Linked DNA regions of Sander lucioperca: region 2 is linked to region 1. Evidence: chromatin contacts called from public Hi-C data. All regions are on one chromosome and are shown on one strand. Each heading gives the region's core, a stretch centred on a gene start, on an enhancer-like site or on the middle of the called end of the contact. The rest is flanking DNA. Distances are from core to core; before and after follow the strand shown.

Region 1 (5,455 bases), core at 1,095-3,594:
ATGCAATCTACTGCCACAATTGTGATGGTTCAGCTGCCCCGGAGCATGTACGACATCCTCAGTTTAAATTCAGCCTGAGGCCTCTTTCATTAATCATGCCGTTGTCTCTTACTATTTCTTAAGTCTTTCCATTGGCAACAAACCCATAAAAAAACCTTCAACATCAATTAACTACTGAGGTCAACCACAAGTCATATGCAAGTTAAAAAAAAAAAAAAAAAGATACAAAAATGTGTATGTTCTTCTGATATTTATTTTTGAAAGAAACTAAAAGTCGTAGATAAATATGTACAAAACAACATTTGAGGGTAGAAAAATGATCCCATGTATGCGGTCTATGGTTTATCTAGAAGTCCATTATTTCACATTGGCAAAGTTGGTGATTTCTTCTCAGCGAGATGGTTACTCCCCTCTCAGCGCTTCCTCTTGGCCTCAAATTTGTAGATAGCTGCAGCATTGGGTGTCTCCTTTTGTACCTTCACTTTTTTGTTCTTATCCTGGTGCGCGTAAAAAAAAAAAAGAAAATCTTTGTTTATTTGACAGTCATTTGCAATTGAAACTAAAAAGCTTGTTGTGAATAAGAACATCTCCTCACCTGTAGGTCCTTGCGGGTCTGAATTTTTTGGCTTATTACAAACATTTTCTTTTCTCGGTCAATCCTCTGGGAAAGGATCTTATACTGGTGATTCCTCTGCTTGGCCAACTTCTACAGTTACAGCGAAGAGAAAACATGGAAGTGGGTTGAAATTAAAATTACGTTTATGTCACCACAATGTGATTGAAACACATTTTCCCCCCCATTTAGATGGGATGGTCCCACAGCAAATGAGGCTGATCCCCACGCAATATAAACACCGACCTTAAGCATGCGAGGCTCTACAGCTCCCTGGATGCTCTTTGTCTCCAGAGTTTTCAGAGTTGGCCTGTTGAATACTCTGCCCACCAGCTCAGGAGCTGTGTTGAGGTGGTTTGCCAGCTCAAATGACTGCACTGAGGAGACACAGTAAAACTTCCATTAAAACGTTTCCCCCCCCCCCCGGGTCACCTAATAACTACTAATAGCCCACAAAGACATTCATATTTACCTTCGGTCTTGGAATCCACAAAGAATGTATGCTTGTTTTTTTGTTTGCTGTCTGCCTCCAGAAGATGGAGCTCTCCTTTCAGCCTCTCAATTTTCTGAAAGCAAATGATGAACACGCAAAGATTTACAGGGTGTAACAAGAGAAGCCCTATGTGGGGAGGATTCATTTTACAGTGGGAGGTTAGGTAATGGCACAAACGCAGCGTATAATCAAGTCCATTTTTGTCGTGCTCTTTTATTCTAAATTTAAAAGATGTCAAATGATGTTAAATTAAATCAGTCAGGCACCAGAGGTGCTCCGTGCATGATCTATTACAGGAAAAATAACCGTACCTTAGCCTCTGCGACCCTTTTCATCTCTACATATTTGATATCCTGCGTCCTCATGACTTTCTTCTGCTCCTCTGTCACCTCCACCTCCTCATTGGCTTTTTTCGCCACGTGAACTCCATCCTGTCAACATGCCACAAAATAAGCCATACTTAATCAATTAAACAGCCAGAGATCAGATGAGAGGATTTACACAGGGTTACTCATTTTCTTGTACTGATGATAACACATATCTCACCTGCAGCTGAGAGTTGATCATGTTGTAGTAAAACTCATCTGGGTTCTTATCCAGAGCTTTCTTTCGCAGAGCAGCAAGAGTGTTTTGTTTCTTGTGGTAATCACTATAAAACAAACAAAGTAAGCAATTACAAGACTTTTTCCTCAACCATGTCCAAAGCTTGGAAACATGGAACATGTCTCCTAAACTGAATTCAACTCACTCTGCACGAAGTTTGTAGTCTTTCTTCTTCTCCAGCAATCCCAAATGTTTCCTGAAACCAGGCTGGTCGAACAAAATGACACAGTTTAGACAAGTTAAACACACTCGGTATCAATATTTATTACATATCATCACATTTACTAGATTGAGACTATGTGGACATCTCAAACGTGTCACTATGCAGGGGCATTTCATAACATAGCAGCAAGTTAGCTAGCTAGCTAACAAGCTAGCCAGCAAAACACTGAAATGCTCACCTGAGATCTTTCATGGTGGTTTCTCTGTCGGGATTTCAACGCTTTCCTGAACGAAGACATTCTGAAAAATGTCCTCGAGCGTAATAATACAGACTAGTTTAGTCAAAGCAGGTATACGTAGGGCTTTTTAGAGAAACCTCACTGCTGCTTCGGGTCTAGTGCTTTCCTGTTAGCTAAACATGTGGGTTCCGGGATGGTGGTGCAGAACGTTTTCATTTCTCTACCGCAGATTCACCACTCAACTCACATTAAAAACATCACAGTAAAAAAAAGAAATTCGGACAATTTACTAATATTAAAATATCCCGTAATTATTATTTGTCATTTGACAAGAAACGGAAACAAAATTAATTATTTTGTCTCTATATAATAAAATGCTGTGAATTTCATGCTACGTGTAACAAACAGTAGGTGGTGCTGTTGTACGCTGCTGTATGAGCCTTTTATAGTGGAATCATAGTAGAAGTATTATGCAGCTGTGGAAAGTAACTAAGTACATTAACCCAAGTATTAAAGTATTTGTACTTTACTTGAGTGTTTCCGCACGATGGTACTTTTTACTCACACTACACATTTCACAGGGGAAAGCTGTACTTTTTTAGTCTACGTCACTTCATTGACTGAGTGGCTGCTATGGTTAGCCTACTATTTACTTTGCATATTAAGATTGTAAAAACAAAACAGATGGTCAGTTTGTAAAATATTAAACATTGCTATGGATTTAACTACTCCAGAGCATTTAAAGGACTAGTAGTTAAAATTTGTGTACTTCTTGTTAAGTAAGGGTTTCAATGTAGGACCTTTTCTTGTGCCTTAACTTGGATTTTTTTTTAAATGTTGTTGTAACTTGTATGCGACTTTCACCTTAAGGCTCTGAATACTTATACCACCATTATGTGAATTAATCATTTTAAAATTAATAAATGGATGGAAATCCAATAACATTTGAACAACTTAATCCTCCACTTTCTTTAATAATGTTTCTTATCTAATAACCTCATGTAGTATAAGTTCAAAGCCCTGCAATATTTAATTTGGCTTGAAATATTCAAGACCACAAATGTTGCATTAGGGTTTACTGGCGAAGGGAAATGGGATTAATTATATCCTTTCAAGTAGAAGACCAATGTAATTGGTATCTGCCATTTAGAAGTTGTATACAAGCCAGGCCTGGCACAGGATCCACTTAGAACAAGTGAGGGCCATCACAGTGCTGCTGACTTCTGACTATGTTTTGGCTGCACTGTTCATAGACCAAATTCTGTTGGTCATTATAATGAGGGCCTGTGTTTGCCAGAGCATACAGTTAACACTAATTGGTAACAAGTTTATGTTTTTCCAACATGGACATTTATTGCATGTTTCCATTGGGGTTCCAGACCCCTGTTTTGATTTATGTCCAGACCAATAGACCTAACAGAAATTACATAGAAACTCTGTAATATTCCTTAACATTCTCACACATTTTTTCTCTCCATTTTGAGAGGGAAAAAGTGCTGCAGGAACTTGGACGATGAGGGGGTCATCACTGTACTCTGGGGGAAAAGACTATCCACTTCCTGACATGATATTTTGGGTAATGGGTAGACAAAGACAAAGCCGCAATGGCACCAGTCTTCTAATCTCACCCAGACTCCCAACCCTTTGTGGATGTGAGAAGAAGCCTTTAGGACAGAGAGAGATATTCCACTAAACAACCATTCCCCCAGCTCACTATCCCCTCACCAACCGCAAGGAATTTGTTTTATATGTGTGAGATTTGTCCGGCATGCAGAATGTTTTAGGGGTGATTAGACCTATGAATGGGATCAGTGTTTCCACATTATGTCACAGGCTTGTTTATCACTTATCAGGCTAATGCCCCCGGTTCCTGTGAAGGTCTCAGCCCAAGGCCCGACCCACTCACCCACTAACGTGTTTAACTGGGCAAACTCAGACGGCAGCCGGGAATTACGGGCAGAACGTCTGCATTCTGACTTACTTGGCTCCTTGCTGTTTAATTCACGGTAGTATTTATCATTACAAGTGAAATGCCTGGTGAGCCTCGACAGGGGTAAATACTACTTTGGAAATCAGGGGCTTGTAACAAGCTGATGCAAGAGCAGGAGGACAAGAGGTTGTGGGTTTGTTCAGGGTCAGCAATGAAGGAATGCCCTTGTGGGGCAGATGCAGATCCGTTTGGTTTTCTAATATGACCCTGTAAAAATAACACTGCTGACATATTGTAAGACTGCTGCACTTGGGCTGAGCTCAGGGCTTTGGTATGTCTCCCCTGACCATGTTGGTCCTCTTCTGCAGCAAGGCGCCAGGCCAGCCCAGTTGAAAAATGCATGAGCCAGAAGTTCCTTTCTTCGTGATTATTAAGTTGCATGTCTTAAAATTAACCCAAGGCAGCAAAACAACATCAGACAGATTTACCAGTTTGCCTGTTAAATAAGTCATTGATGGTAGTGGAGGAACTTATTTTAAGTACAATCGAGGTACTACTACTTTAATCATTTCCATTTTCTGCTACTTTATACTTGTACGCCACTACATTTCAGATGGAAATATTGTACTTTTTAGACAGATACACGTAATAATTACTTTTTAGATTAAATATTACATTAAGAAACTAAATATACAATACAATGCATTTTCAAAGATTACACCAGGGATTCACAACCTCTTTGCTTGTGACCCCTAGACAAGCAGTGTCTAGTTGGGGCCCAAAAAGAGATTTGCTCTCTAAACCTCTCAGATGGTTTAATTTAAATAACCTCCAAATATTCCCATGTACTTCTACCTCAGACATACAGTAGGTGCACTCCTGGGTGGGATTCTCACCATAACCACAAACTCTTGTAAAACACAAATTGTTTACAATTAAGCACCAATACGGTGCATATTTTCCCTGCTTGAGTTGTGTATATTGTAGCATGACTTGTTTTATATTCTAGACAATCACATCAGTGAAGAGAGGAGAAGTGGATGGGTTTAGATGAGGCAAAACATACTTCATGTGTTCTGTAAAAAAAATATTATCGCCAAGATCATCCAAAGGATCTGTTTGTGATGTTTTGTGCATCATGCCACAATTTCCACTCGCCATCATTTATGTGGTGAAAACAGACAAATACTGTTACAAGTCATACTTACATTTTGTTGGGACTTTTAACAATTTAATTGTCTCATTAGTCTGTTGCTCAGGGTGATTATGCTCATTAGAGTTAATTTTACTCAAGTGTTCCAAAACCACACATCCAGGAAAAGAAGTTTAAAATTTAACTTGAATTTCTTTTATGTCATCTGAGACATCATTATCACTGTTCACACAAATTGAATTGTATTGTATTCTTCACCTAG
Region 2 (5,455 bases), core at 1,742-4,241, 130 kb after region 1:
GTTTTCTTGGTGGTGGTACCGCGTTGTGTAACTACACACTTCCTTGCACATCAAGGTCACATTAAGTTCAGCCAACCTGTTGCTTCAGCAGCTGTAAAATGCACAACAGCTGAATACAGACGTGAGGACAGACAAAATATACATTACATTCATTCTGATGACAGAATGACTGAGACTACATTCTGTAAACTGTCTTTATAGTGCTTCTTCTAATTGAAGAGGTAAACTTGCGCTGGCTTTTTATTAGGGGAAACTACATTTCCTTAGGGCAACGAAAAAACCATGCTCATTTCAGTCTTTTTGTCCAAATGATTCAGCCAGTGCTGAGGATTTCAAACAAGCTCTCATAATGATGTGTTGGATTTGAAGGCACAATGTGTAAGGATGTGGAAGAATTTATTGAGTGCTAAAGGCATTCAACGGGGTGCATCAGGTGCAATAAGACACAGAAAAGCATACAAGAAGACATGGCTGTACATTTTAATACAACACTCCTCAAGGCACAGCAAGGGATCCTGCCACTTAAGTGCTGTGAATGGTTTGCCAAAACAAAAAGTTGTGTTTAGGCACAAGATTAAGAATGGTTACATTTTTTAAGTTAGGCTGTTGAGAAACTCACATATATAGTTAAGAAGAAAGCTTCTGAATTTTACAACATCTTTGACATGTTTTTTGGAATTTGTTAAAAGTGGTGATATTGAAGAGGCATTAGAAATGTGAAGTTACAGTGAAAATGAATAATCTATTGTGAGAAATGTGTGCTGTACTTTGTTCAATGTTTGTTATTCTTATTTTATTTTATTTATTTATCTGTTTGTTTTATTTATTTATTTACTTAATTTTATTTTCATTGTAAATCTATGTATTTTTTAATTTTATGTTTAGCTATTTATTCATTTTCAAGTTATATATATATATTTATATTATTATTATTATTATACTGCCTTATGTTCAATTTGGGGAAAGGTTCAGTTAGGTAGGTTACAATGTGTTAATTGTATAAAATCAATAAATATATGTTAAAAAAGATTACATACAAAGGTAAAGATGGTAAGGATTTGGAAGGGTCCACAACATATAGATATAAAACACAAGAAATTACATTTTATATCTATGGTCCACAATCTCTGTCCACAGCTACAATCGTAACGTTTGGGTTTAAATGAAGTTGGCTTGAAATAAAAGGGACTTGGCAGTAGCCTATTTCTCCCTCTCTCTCTTTGTTTGATGGACTTTTCTATTGTAAATATAGATTTTAAAATGGAATAAATGTTTAGTTTGAATTTGTTTTGCTTTGCTTCAGCTTAAATAGGGTTAAAAAAATACTTTCTGATTTAAAAAATCATTTACTGCAGTGGATTGCTGATGTATTCAGTTCCAATTTCATCTATGAAAATGAACAGAGAACATTCCTTGGTCTCCCTGCTGTATAAACTGAATACTGGATGGCGGCTCTCCAGACCGGAGTCTTTACAAATTTGCCTACCTTGGCTCGGAGCCACACTTGTGTAACATACCGTACACACTGTGAAGGCAGCAGCATCACAAGCAGACAAAACTTGGCCTTCCGTACATCCTGGTGTCAAATAGGCCTGCATCACTTGTTAATTAAAAATGGCAGTGTCCTGGGAGTCTTTTCTTTTGCAAATCACCTCCCAGCCAGGGTAAATATTTCAGTTACTTTCAAATTAATATGGAGCAACAACAGTAAACCATCTGTACCTGTTATATTAAATATTGGCAATGTGTATTTGTATCTTTGATTTGCGTATTTTTGCATTTCATGAGCAGGGTCGTAGCCTTCATTGGACACAGAGGTGGTGTCATTCATAGTTTTAGGACAACAAAAGATAAAAGATTTAGTATTTTCCCATCAGAATGTTAGTCCTAAGTGTGAGGAAGTCTTTGAATCGTAGGCCTACATCTTCACGTTAAGAAGAAATACATAAAACATATAACAGCTAATTAAACAAATACAATATGTTTTTGGTGGACAAGGGAAACTTGGACTCACGTGACCTCAGTATATCTAAAATCCCTGCTACAGTCCTGATCATGAATTATTTTTTCTTGCCTTAATTTAGCCAAAACACATTTTTTTAACCACCAGGCCTCTTTAATGCAAAACATATTTTCCTTTCAAGTCTTATGCCTCATATGACCCTTATTATTTATATCAAATTGCAGACCGAGGCCACTCAGGTAGAATTAGCACGGCAGACCATAGATATTCAGCAGGGCATGTTGGCGTATAACAATACCTGAATATAGACTATATTGCACCCTCTTCTGGAATAAAAAGAGTATAGCAATGCAACATTTAGACGACAAGAATAGCAGTAACTAAGCTCTAGATTCTGTTGCGTTATTCTATTTCCCTCCAAGAGAGACAACATAACAGCTGGTCTATTTAATGCATTTTCTATTAAACTAATTTTACACATCTAACTGTTTTATCAAAATAAACTGTAGCTACAGTTATTTCAGAATACATCCTAATTTTGCTTAAAGTTTAGATGAAGCCATTTCACATACATTACTGTTAAGAATTTTACACAAGGTATTTTATACAGAAAGCTATGTCTACAATTAAAACCCGTCTACAATTTTACCCCAACGTTTATTTAAAAAAGAAAATTAAAATATACAACATTTTAGACATGTACTCAACATAATGATACAGATAAACAGAAATCTGGCTTTAAATAAATACTTAAAAATGAATAGAAACAAAACTTAAAATGGGGATAAATAAATGGTCAATGAAATTATAGGATAATTTTTGATATTTTGCATTTATGTAAGTAAAATTGACCAAATATAACCAATAAGTTTGAATTCAATGTTATATTTCTCATGTTCAAAGTAACAATTTCTATTTTTACACTCAATTCATGTCATTCAATCCAAAAAGCAATTGAACGTATGCAATGATAATATAAATGTGTTACAGATTTTGGAGCCTGGGATGACGATGAAAGCCGAAAGCGGATTTGTCCTGTCGCTCCTTCGATGACGTCCTTCCGGCTTCACCGTAACAACACGTGTACGGTGTACAGTTTCGAGCTGAAGGGAATAACATCAACTAAACCTCAGCTTTCAGACACCTTCGTGTCTTCTCTTCATTTTTTTCTCCGGTGAAGGCTCAGCCGACTAAGCGGTCAAAATGGTGAAGCCTCTGTTCAAGGGGAAAAGCTCGATAAACACCTCGTCGTCCAGCAGCAACCCCGGTGAGCTAATATGTCTATGGTTTGTTTACAGCTAATGCTAATTGTTGCTAGCATGGTGATATTATGCTCTGCTAAATACATGTATGGGTTATTTACCTTTGTTAAATTAAACTAGTCAGTGGCATTAAGTGTGCAATGTGTGAAAATAAAACTATTAACTCGGAAAGACTTAACTAAAACCTTTAGCTAACGCTAGTGCTAGTAACGTTAGGCCTTTTAAATTTGACACTGAAGTAATGTCCAACTTTGAGGGAAGGGTTTGTGTCAAGTGGAAGTGTTTAGGCTCATTGTTCTTAAAGTCTGGAAACAGTTGCTGTTATTAATTGGTCATAGGATGTCTACTGAAGTAACTGATGTTCCTTGAAAAGCAACGTGTGTTGAGCAAATTAATTGTTAAATTAACTGTATTTCACAGATCGAGCCAAGGGTGCTGGTGGTAACAACATGAGGGACCGAGCCACTATCAAACGTCTGAATATGTACAGACAAAAGAAGAGATGGTAATTAATGATACAGATTTGCATTATCCTAATGAGATGCTGATTGGCAGATTTGTGTCAGAGAAAAAGAACAATACGTGCTATGTTCACACTGGCACTGATCTTCTGTTTTCAGTAATAACCGTGGTCAAGTCATCAGACCTCTACAGTTCCAGTCCACGGTGGCTCCAGGGACTGTAGCCAGAGTGGAACCAAACATCAAATGGTTTGGTAAGTGCTCTTCCTTACCTGTGTATATGTTGGGTATGTAGCAGTGATCGGCTGTGGTGGTTGTCAGTGTATTATATTTTCTCTGTCTGTCTTTGTGGAAGGGAACCACATTACTAAATGTGGTGCTTTTGCATACTTGCACAGTTTTGAGAGGGCGGTGCTGTTGGGGACAGTGCAGATAATTTGGGTAACACTTGCTTCTTCATGTGTTACGGATGAATGAGTTCATGTTTGGTTAAAAGTAAGTCAATATTGAACACATGGATTTTTCCTGCATAGAATTTAAAGGTGTCTGGGTTTTTAATGTTCTGATTCCACCTTTATTAAAAACTGACGATGTTGGCAACATTAAAGCCTATTTCAAGGGAGCTGCGTTAAAATCATCACTGCCAACTGTGGCTATTAAGAAAGATGATACAATAGATATGGGCTATTCAAGTATAAAACAATACTATCATTACTATATCACTAGCAAGAGTTATGTAGATTTATCAGCTTTGATGGTGGACAGAATGCAGAACAATCACTGCATGAGAAAGGGTCTGATGGTGGACAAGAGGGCTTGTCACACATGAAAAATGAGATCTAGCACGTAATTCAAATACAATGCAGTCACATTTTACAAAGTCAGCAAACACCCTCAACTTTATCCACGATTTTTCCATCTGTGGCATCAAATCGAAAAATGCATACTCACGTTACTTCTCAGATGGTTATTCAACACTACTCACTAGTTGTCTCCATTTTGTGTTAGCAGCAACAATAGCTTAGTGTTCTGTTACGGCAATATAACATACACTGGGTTAGACAAACAGCATTTTAGGAACATATACGGCGGAAATATATAGGTGCACTGTACATTTTTAATTCAAACAGGTCATAAAACCTGATAGTCTGGTTTAAAAATCAACTAGTTAACCTGTTGATTGCATTAGTCGACAAATAAGACAAGGGGTAATAAATCTCATCGGAAATGTGAACTAAATAGGTCATACTTTGCAATTTCATATTCTGTATTTCAGCAAATACCCGTGTGATTAAGCAGTCGTCCCTGCAGAAGTTCCAAGAAGAGATGGGAGCAGTACAGAAGGATCCATATCGTGTGGTGATGAAACAGAGCAAACTCCCCATGTCTCTCTTGCATGATAGAGTCAAAGCCCATGTGAGTATAAATAAATGTTGTAAATGAAATTCATTTTTCAGGGTTTTTTTGTCCTGTGTTTTCTGTTTAATTGGCCTGGTGTCCAAGGAAGACTCTCCAGCGGGGATGTGCATTGGTTGTGTGAACACACCGTTTTATTAATTTTATTAATTTTATTATGCGTATACTGGCATATAAAGCTATTAACGTTTTTTAACTGGCTCATATTATTTGGTGCAGAAAAGAATCATTCCTCTGTTTTCCTCAGTAGCTTGTTTGTTAGGATTTTATGAGGTGAGGCGAACAAGAGGCCGCATTCAATTCTCACTCTGCCCCACTGTGAGCCTGAGGCTACATTTATGTGTTTTTAGCTC

Evidence for each region. Hi-C and Micro-C count contacts between places; a contact is called where the count stands out from the background.
Region 2: a contact with region 1 is called in a Hi-C map of liver, with 3 times the contacts expected there. The contact joins the promoter of gnl2 here to the promoter of utp11 in region 1. A contact is called at or near these places in 2 of 2 Hi-C or Micro-C datasets (liver and muscle).

The regions. Positions count from the first base shown.
Region 1 is chr10:16,637,383-16,642,837 of SLUC_FBN_1.2, forward strand. utp11 (probable U3 small nucleolar RNA-associated protein 11) reads right to left here and starts at 2,345. Exons shown (of 8, transcript XM_031314726.2): 1 at 2,111-2,345; 2 at 1,855-1,916; 3 at 1,653-1,755; 4 at 1,418-1,537; 5 at 1,086-1,179; 6 at 860-990; 7 at 596-706; 8 at 232-497. The coding sequence starts at 2,170. The coding sequence ends at 414.
Region 2 is chr10:16,767,312-16,772,766 of SLUC_FBN_1.2, forward strand. It overlaps gnl2 (nucleolar GTP-binding protein 2), which reads left to right and starts at 2,992. Exons shown (of 16, transcript XM_036006152.1): 1 at 2,992-3,230; 2 at 3,646-3,730; 3 at 3,846-3,940; 4 at 4,963-5,102. The coding sequence starts at 3,167. It overlaps LOC118496049 (a long non-coding RNA gene), which reads right to left. Exons shown (of 3, transcript XR_004898520.1): 2 at 4,668-4,670.